2 separate regions of the Mus musculus genome follow, and region 1 is linked to region 2. Evidence: chromatin contacts called from public Micro-C data. All regions are on one chromosome and are shown on one strand. Each heading gives the region's core, a stretch centred on a gene start, on an enhancer-like site or on the middle of the called end of the contact. The rest is flanking DNA. Distances are from core to core; before and after follow the strand shown.

Region 1 (4,912 bases), core at 2,015-4,514, 340 kb after region 2:
ATATACCTACATAAACAAATAACATTGATAAAGTTTAAAGGAAATGAAAGCCAAGACTGAGACTAATAAACATGAATGTTAAATTAGATTTTTGTTGATCCTTGCATCTCTCCCTAGACATACATTTCTCAAGATAAAGTTTCTATATCAACTTCGTATTCTCAGCACCAGGCACAGGAGAGGTTATGAAGGAGACACTAGACAGAGTGCTTGCTTAATGAATGTCAAATATCACTACTTGTGACCTGGAGACATACTGTAACGTTTTAGCACGCAAATATTTGTTGACAGCTGACTTCATAGATAGACAATTGCACAATGCAGGGACCATGATAAGATTAGGAAATATATAAAAATGGATTGTTCTAAGTTTTCTTCTATTATAGAGAGAGAAGAGGGACTGACCACCAAGATGAGAAGAAATGGAGTTTCAGTTGTGGGGAGGGAGAGTCCCTTGTGATGTAGCACATTTAAAGTGGCAAAACAGCAAATCAGAGAAAGGACAGAAACTCAGTTTTCCCCCCAGGCTCCCAGTGCTACTGGCCATTGACACCAGTTCACAAAAGCAGAAACAGTAAACAGAAACAGAAAGTCATATATACTCGTGAATTTGCAAAACTAAAAAACAGAGAAGTTGAGCAAGTAGGTGCCCGTCACTTTCTGAAGCTGGGAACTTGGGAAGAAGTGAGATCGGCTGTAACCCCCTAGATTGTTCAATTTCTTACTGAATCATTATTTTTCCCTAACAGGCAAACTGTCTGTAGTTTCCTAAACCTTAGCTCCAGGTCCATTGCTAACACTGATGGAAATCTTCTCATGTAAGCTAGAAAGAGAAGAAAGAGGAGATGGGGTGTCATTGAAGGAGACAGGAGTCTGGAGTTTATCTCTCCTGCTGGCACTAATCCTCGTGGCCTTAGGGAGAAATCCTAGTACCTCTCCGGCCTCAGTTACCTTTCTCAAAAACAAGGGCATTGTGGGCTTCAGTCTCTGAGGTATGATACCCTGTGTCTCTTTAAGACTCTCCCAGTAAATTAGGGCAGAGAAAAATGTGAACTCTTGGGAATACTATCCAAGAACCATCCAGAAGGTGAGCCAAGTTCATAAGGCGATTTAATCCTTAGAAGCAAGCTCCAGCCAATAGAAAGGCAGGCTGTGCGATTCCCATTGCAGTGTTTCCCTATTGTTCGTGCCAAGCCCGAAATGCTAAGTCATTGCTTTTGCTAGAAGGATATTTTCTTATTGCATTCTGAGGATTTGAACAAATATTTTCATTTTGAGGAAAGCTTTGAGAACATTTTCAAATTGCAGGGTTGACTTTCAGAACTAGAAGAGGAGCTTCCAGTCTCCAAAGAGAAGCTCTCAGGTTTGGGCTACCGCGGAACAGAAAGAAGCCAATCGGCATCTTCCCAGCTCAACCTTGACACGCCCTTCCTGCTGCACAGCCATGGGCTCCGTGCTAAGCATGTGGGATCTGTGGTTTTTAGAGCTGTACTGTCCCGAGAAGCAGACACTGACAGAGCAGTGATCTTCATGACCGGTGGCAACAGACGCTTGCAAGTTGGCCACCTACCTGGAAAACTCTGAGACCCACTTTCTCCCTCAACTTCCGTCTACACAGATACCCTTCTGAAATTCCATTTCTAGGGCAATAACTCCTTCCTACAACCAGAGATGTTTTCTATTCTGTTGTCAGACCAGACCAAGGTTCCACAAATTAACAATAATGCTAGCTGACCACCCACGAGTCAGCAGAGAACAATCCACTTACCTATAGTGATCTCTCTCCCCCTCTTCCCCTCTCCCCCTGTCCCCCTCTCCCCCTGTCCCCCTCTCCCCCTCTCCCCCTCTCCCTCTCCCCCTCTCCCTCTCTTTCTACTCCAGGGAAAGATTAACCCTGGTGGAAAATAACTTCAGTTCCCTGCCCCTAACCACCACCATCACCACATTCATGCTATTGATATTGATCACTTTTGAAGCAATTGTCTGCCAATCATCCTCCTAAAGCGGCCATTCACCTAGATTCCAACAAATCTCATTCTCTCTCTCTCTCTCTCTCTCTCTCTCTCTCTCTCTCTGTGTGTGTGTGTGTGTGTGTGTGTGTGTGTGTGTGTGTGTGTGTGTGTGATACAGCACTATGATGAAGGAGTAGTTTTTCAGTTGAGGATCTCTTTTCCCAGATGGTTCTCTCTTGTTTGTATCATGTTGAGAAGGAAGCTAAACAGGACAGGGGCCTCCGTCCTTTCTTCCTCTGCTCTGTTGCTGCTGGCCTGACCATTTGTGCTTCTCACACACGTTTCCACAGTGTGCAGTCCAAACAAGAGGCCCAAAGGAGGCCACGTAATCACAGAGAGCAATCATCAAACTTCGAACTGAGATAAAACTCTCCCTTTTTAAAGTTAATTGCCCAAGGAAAGTTGACCAACATGTTGTAGCAGACTAAAATTGGCCCTGCCATTGGCTAAAATACATTAAAACTGCATTTTTGCCTCTCCAGACAGAAGCAGTACCTGTATTTCATCAGGGTACACACCACACAATTCCTCAGACTGTACATACGCTTCTTTTCCACTGCCAGTCTGGTTTTTTTTTCCAGTAGTGTACACACTTACTGACTCAACTCTTTACTCATGTCTATGTTGATCTTTGTTTTGTCCACTGGTCTCCTCCAGCTGGAGGAGAAATGCTACAAACATGGTCTTTGTTGAGTGATATATCTCAAGCACCTAAAACACTGGTCACATTCAGTCGATCTTTAATAAATACTTGTTGCATCAACGAGCAGGGAAGGAGGAAGCAGCTCACTGTCTTGCAGGTAAAATGCTAGGGACTCACTGTCCTGTTGTGGTTAAGCTGGGGGCGGGGGGGGGGGGAGGCGGGCGGACTAAGCAAAGGTTAAGAAGCACATTTATGAAGCAGATGAATAATGGCTACTGTGTTGTCTTTAATAATATTATTTGTTCTTATCCATTAGACCTTGAGTCTGGTACAGGGATTTGGCCCAGATAAAACGAACAGAAAAACCACGAGATCAGTGTCTTTGGTTAAGGTTTAATGAGCTCCCAGGACTGCATGTTGAATTTGGAGGACAAAGGGTCAGAGATAGCTCACGATTCCTTTCAGAAGAACTAACGGATCACTTCATTAACTTTCTTCAGGAGGAAAGAGAGCCACGGGAATAATGCAGACATTTGGAGGAGCCTTCTCTAGTCATCCCTTTAGGCTCTGAGGAAGAAAGACTCTTGCTGCCAGATCACATTATGCAACTGTGTGTGTTTCACAATCCATGATGCCACGATCAAGGATTTGAAATATCCTTCAAGAATGTGTTTAAGTTTGTTTAAAACCCAATGTTTTACTTGACCTCAGAAGCCTCTCTCTCTCTCTTTTTTTAAACTTTTCATGAAACTATGCTTCTGTTGCTTGTAAAATTTGAAAAACCTTCATCTCCCTTCCCCAGGCATTCACATACGGCTTAAACTAATTCTAACTGGGGTTTAGTGGTCCTCAGTCTTCCTGATGCTGCGCCCCCCTTTAATACAGGTCCTCACGTTGTAGTGACCCCCACAACAAAATCACGTTTGTTGCCGCTCTATGAGTGTAATTTTGCTACTTTTATGAATCATACTGTAAGTATCTGTGTTTCTGTGTTTCCGACAGTTCTAGGTCTACCTCCCTGTCCCTCTAACCTTCTTTTCCACCTGCCCAGTGTTGGAGGGTTAGAAGGGATCCTGGTGAAGAAAGGTGGTGGGTATAAGAACCCAATAAAGTAGCTTAAAAATCACAGTACAGAGAACTGCAAAGTAAAGGAAGAAAGTGGGAGGTAGGTAAAATAAAAGAATGTTTAAACCACCAAAATGGAAGCTGTACGAGAGTGGGTTTACTCTAACTATATAGCACATGAGAGGTATCTCCGTGGCGGTACAGTAAACATGTCACAAAGCCACCCAGGCTCCCTCTAAGACAGCAGGGGATTCTATGATTCGTTCAATATCTAGAGCATACATACAAAGGATATATATTCTTAACCATGGAATGCCAAACTTTAATTAGCTGATGCTTTTGAGTTGACATTGAGGTCTTTTCTATAGAATTGCTTAACTTGGAACTTAAAAAGGGTAATTAAAATAATCCTTTAAAAATCAAAATGAGCGTCAATGAATTCTTTGAATGATATATTATCACCCAGCAAACATAGACACCCCTCTTTCTCACCAGATAATAAACATCCTCTCTATGATGTCAGTTCTCGGTCTTTCCTCACACTTAGTTCACAGTTATAAGCAATATGCTGGAGCACATAGAGTCTTTCTTCTAGTCATTATAATTTTTTTCTGTAGAATGTTAGTTTTCATGGTCGTAGTTTTTTGCGAATGCAATAAGGTACTGTTGGACTTCAGTTGATTAGAGAATAATTAATAATTCTGTCTCTACTCCCCCTCTTTTAGATATGAGATATAATGTATCACTTGTCTCACTTAAGTAGTGACTTAACAATGAAGGAAAGTTGATAATCAGTCACTCAAACACACTATTCTGAACATGAGTCAAAACGTCAAAGTACATTTTATAAATATGAACCAATATTATAGTCAGTAAGAACGATGATCTTTCTGTCTTGAAACATGGTGCCATAAACTTAGCTTAAGATCGGGCACCAAACAACCTCTCACAGGAACTTGAGAGCATCATTTTCCTGCTTCCTATTTCTGCATACATTTCTCAGACAGTGCTGCCTGTGGTGGGGTGGGAGGGGATCCACACCAGTGTCGATGTGTGAGCTCTGCAGCAAGCCCACTTTCATTATCTCAGAAGTAGCTCTATGTTGGAATGAGATGGTGACTTGTGTGCAGTTCTCTTTCTCTTTAAACCACAACTAAAATAGTCAGTGGAATTTTAAAGGGATTAAAAAGGT
Region 2 (5,062 bases), core at 2,498-4,997:
CCAGGCAGTATCTGTGCATCTGTGCCATCTATCAACTGGATTTCACACTCCCTGTAGAGTGTGTCTCTTCTTCCAGCAGAAGACAAATGCATCTTTACTCCAACCAAACCACATTATTTGTCTTTCTTTGTGTGTGTGAGTAGTCTACAGAACCCTGACTCAAAGGATTAATTCGAGTGTTTCTGCTCAGTTTGGAGATACACTTTAGTGGTCGAACAGTTTCCTAATATGTCTAAGGTCTTAGGCTTGGACCATAGAATCTCAAAAAGCAAGAAGACAAAGTCTATCTGCTTACACCCCAAGGCTTCTATGAAGCTTCCCTTCTGGGAAGGATTTTACTGTGAGCATATTTGCAGTTGTAGCATTACAGTTAGTAACTGGAGAATATTCTGCCTGATTCAGATCTTTACACTGCAGTTTATTAGAACATGAGCACATTGCTTAACTGTCTGCAATTCAATTTACTCATCTGTAAAAGGAGGCTAACTGCAGAAGTTTGCCTTTTATGACTATGTTGTGAGAACTGAATGAATTAACTTGTGAAAATACTTAAAGCCAACAACACCCAGCTTGTAGTAAGCAACTGTAGTAAACACTCACATGCATGTATAAGATATATATAGGATGCACACAGAGATGAGGTGTATGTAGATATGTATAACATATGCATATAGATGGTCTGTATATTTTATTGAGACATAGTTTTGCTATATAGCCAAGGTTGGCTTTGAACTTGCAACCCTCCTTTCTCAGTCTCTGAGTGCTGGATTATAGGCATCAGCTCTCATCCTTGGATGATATCCTTTACTGATATGAAGGAAGCAGATCTTAGTCATTATCCTTTTATCTTGGAGCCAGTGTGATGCCCTGCCCCTCTCCAGAATACAACATGTGCCTTTCACACTCTGGGCCCACCCTAGCACAGGTAATAGCTCTGGAAAATGTGCTTGAATCATTGGACAAATAAGGGATTGACCTGGAATGTGTCAGTCTGATGTGCAGTCCAACACCACGAGATTGAAAAATCAATGGGCCTAGTCTCAAGTGGCAGACATGAGCTACAAAGCGCTGACCTGTCAGCATGGAAGAAAGAGCCGTAGTCAAAGAAACTCCGGCCAGTCATTAAGCATGAAGGGGGAGCTGGGGCATCAGGAGCTCGTATTGGGCTGTGACATCACCTGCCATTCATTTATGTGGGTGAGAATGATTTACCAGCAGCCCAGGGCACATGGGGAGAAAATGTAACTCAGCTTCTCCATACATTAGAAATGTAAATGGCGCCGAGGAAATGACCTGGGTGTTGAGGTAATTTCCTAGATGGACCTGCAAATTTCATTTGTCCTCAGTTTTAAGGCAAGGGCCAAGAAACTGGAAGCTGGGATGTGGATGGTTCTGGGAAGCAAGGGGTATATGGTCTCCATCCTTACCATCCCTGGTCTCAGTAGGAACTCTTGAAGTATACGATGTCATAAGCGTGGAATCGGGTAAGGCTGCAAGGGTAGGACTTTCAACTACTAATTGTGCCAAGAGGAAGTGTCCCTGCTGTGCTTTGCAGGTCAGCCCATTGTGGCATGCACAACATGGAACTATATATTCTTACAGTGTACGTTTCTCTGAGCTGAGGACAGAGATCAATACAACCACCAGCCTCCAGAAACTCTGAATATGATGTCAGAAACCAACTCATTAGAGGGGGCTATTCCCAGAAGGTGAGTTAAATGTGAGAGACACCAGGCAGAGCAGACTAGGGGCCCTGACCTAACATGATAGCTACTGTCAGTGGTAGCTGTCAGTTACTGTCCTTAAGGATTCATTAGCAGCATCCCATATGCCTGCATTGGTGAGCTTTCTAAATGGCAAATGTGGCCATGTCATTTCTTATGTATGCCTTTTTAGTGAAATCAGTTCATATAGACTGAATACCTGTATCTCCTCAAAGTCCTCATTAGATCCCTAGCCTCCACAGGCTTGGTATTGGAAAGCAGAGCCCTTGAGAGGTTATTAGGATCGTGTGTATAGTTGGTGCTCTCATGAGGACAGATGGGAACTTGCCTGTCCCCTCTCTTACTCACTCTGTGGTGACGCAGTGAAGGAAGGGATTCTTTATAAATGAGTAAGAACGCCCTCAGCAGACTCCTACTGCTCTAGCACCTCCATCCCAGACTTCCAGCCTCCAATGAGAAATGCATTCTCATTGTTTATAAGCCACGCAGACTGTGGTGTTTGTCACAGCATCCAAGCTACAGTCATTTAAAACAACAATAGCTAACACTGAGGACTTTCCATCTCTAAACTCCCTTCCTCCTCTCTTCCTCTCCTTACCCCCTCTGTGTGTGTCTGCGTGTGTGACGGAGAGACAGAGACAGAGTGACAGAAGATATAAGCTATCTATTGCTTATATGAAAGAGCCCAATCTGCCTTGCAAAACTGGTACTTCCATGATGCACCCTGACCTTTACTTTCCAGTCATTCCCTTGGCCAAGCCTGCTTGTCTGATTATTCCAAGGAACTCTGGTGCCTTGCTGTCTTCTGTGCTGTCTCCTCTGGTGCTGCCTTCCTGCCTGTCACCTGGGCTGTTGTTACTCATCCTTTTAGACCAGCTGCCTGGTCCCCACCTCAGGCCAGAATTCACATCTCTGCCCTTTGGGCCTTTACACATCAGGCTGGAAAAGCTCTTCCTCTGTTTGTCACATGTTGTTTCAGAACTCATCTCCAGAACCACCCAGGTGTTCAGTCTTTGTAGACCCATGAGGAGGACTGACATGTTCTGCCGGAGGCCCTTGCTTGGTAAACATCCCTTGTTTCTCTTACAGCTGTACTGTGAGCTCATGGAAGCCAATGTCTGTTTCTGTGGCTCCAAATCCCCAGCTCTCAGTGACTGGGAAATAGTGAATGGATGCATTAATCCCACTACATTTTCGTTAAGCTGCCCATTTTAGCTTGCATCACACTGCCCCACAACTGCCTACCACTGCCTACCACTGCTTACCACTGCCTACCACTGCCTACCACTGCCTACCACTGCCTACCACTGCCCACCACTGCCTACCACTGCCTACCACTGCCTACCACTGCCTACCACTGCCCACCACTGCATACAATAAGCCCATTTGAGAACAGTTATTTATTGACCTTATTTATTCTATTTCCTCTTTCTGCTCTTCACACTGAGTAAGTGGGATATAGTATTTGTTAGATAGTTGAGTCTAGATTCAGAAAACTCAGTTGTTTCCATTTGACTTTTTTTCCTTTTAAACTAAGTTAAATGACATAAGATAAAGTCAAAGTGTACCTTACAGAAAGTTCTAAGCTCTGGGCTTAAGCCAGAATCTCTCTTCTGACCTTGGTCAGCCACTTACTCAAGCTGAATTTATTTTCTTGGAATGATTTGTCAGCTAGCCTAATAATATCTCACACAGAAGGTGGTTCTGAAGATTAAACAAGACAGTCTACATGAAATGCTTGGCGCTAGAAGGTGTTCAACCAGAGTTAATTTCCGTTCGTTCACCCAGTCAGTGTCATGGCATGGCAGCAGCTCGACTGGTCCCTTCAGACTTCTGTAGGATCTTTGAGTATTAGACAAGTCTCACTTATGTCGCCCTGGCAGTTGGTTGTGAAATGGTGCCCTTGAAAGCTGACACTGGGCTGTGCCAGGAAGACATTAGCCTTCTCACAGCCAGTGCTATTTTGAGGTTTGATGGCTTTGGAGAGAAGATAACAGCTGACCTTTGTACTGATAGAGAATGCCTGTGTTCTAGGAGAAAGTGCAAAAACCTCGACTAATGCCAGCTGGAAAGAACTCAGTGTGCCCTGAAGTCGGGTATTCAAATGCCATTATTTTTATGCCAACATAAGAGTTTATTCAGGAAGTTGCAAAGAAGGAAAAAAAATCAGATTCCATAGCAATGAACTCCAAGGGAACTGGAAAGTTCTCTGGTCTTTTCTGCTTGCCTGTGTCCAATAGCCATGAACATGGAAAGACAGATGTATTTGCAAGAATGGTACCCCCCAGTGCTCTAGTTGTAATTCCAAAGGCTTGAGAGAGCAGAGAATCACTTTGTGTTTATGCTTCATCTTGACTGTGGGAGCAGAGAGCCGTTCTGTGTTCTCACTCAAGATCAAGGTTGGGAGAGCCACCATCAATGTAGCAGCACCAGTCATCCTGTCTGGAAGAATAGGCTTAGGTCACCCAGGCAATCCAGCCTGATAGGCCAGACCTGTCTCCACGTGATTAACCAAGCAATGTGTATGGCTTAAACATTAAACCAGCGGTGGGGTGCCAAGGAGAGCCAGGACTTGCCAGGGCTCAGCTCAGGCTGCTGTGGAGTTACATCGCAGTAGGACAGCTGGTTCTCATCCTGAAACAAATACAGTGTCTTAAGCAAGCACTTAGAAGCCTTGATTCTACTGGGTGCTGAGCTACACCCTTGACAGACGTTCCTTCCCTTGCTCATTACTTTGTGTGGCGAGCATCATGACTAGGAATGAGAACATGGAGCTGTGCTGTGAGCTCTGAGCACAGAGAATTAGAAATATCAGAAGCACATGGAAGAAAGGGAACAGATACTTTGAGGTGTTAGGGCAGTAGAAACAATGAAGTTTCGGGATCAATCAAAGGGAGGACAGAGGGGAAAGGAAGAAATATCAGAGAGTCCCTCTGTTTTTGCCATGTTGTTTGACAATGGGATAAAGATGGCACAGCTCACTGAAAAAGGTATGCTCAGGTAATAGCATGTTACTTATGCTTCCAGAAGACAACCAAGAAGAATTATTAAGTAAGGCATTGAATACATGGATCTGGAGCTTGGGAAGAAGGTATGGACCCGAGTTTGAACATTCCGTGGTCATCAACTCATAGTGGACAGCTCAAGCCAAAGGAAAGTGGGTGGAGTAAAAAGTAAATCAGGAAATGAAGTGTAGGGAAGGAAATTAAAGGGGACCGTTTATGCAAGGAGCATGAAGTAGGAACTGACGCAATTATTTTGAGAAATAATTTTCACTTACCTGGTAAAGATGGGTAAATCCTTTGGCCCTGAGAAAAAGTCAGAGAAGACATATAGAG

Evidence for each region. Hi-C and Micro-C count contacts between places; a contact is called where the count stands out from the background.
Region 1: a contact with region 2 is called in a Micro-C map of granulosa cells, with 1.8 times the contacts expected there. The contact joins two enhancer-like sites.

The regions. Positions count from the first base shown.
Region 1 is chr4:105,703,032-105,707,943 of GRCm38.p6, forward strand. No RefSeq gene overlaps it. Among named protein-coding and RNA genes, the nearest start is that of Gm29922, 140 kb to the right of the region's middle. Within about 2 kb of position 3,265, at least 14 of the 459 cell types and tissues checked have an H3K27ac peak or open chromatin away from gene starts, as enhancers often do. A contact at or near this core is called in granulosa cells, where this site is marked.
Region 2 is chr4:105,361,009-105,366,070 of GRCm38.p6, forward strand. No RefSeq gene overlaps it. Among named protein-coding and RNA genes, the nearest start is that of Gm40217, 44 kb to the left of the region's middle. Within about 2 kb of position 3,748, at least 47 of the 459 cell types and tissues checked have an H3K27ac peak or open chromatin away from gene starts, as enhancers often do. A contact at or near this core is called in granulosa cells, where this site is marked.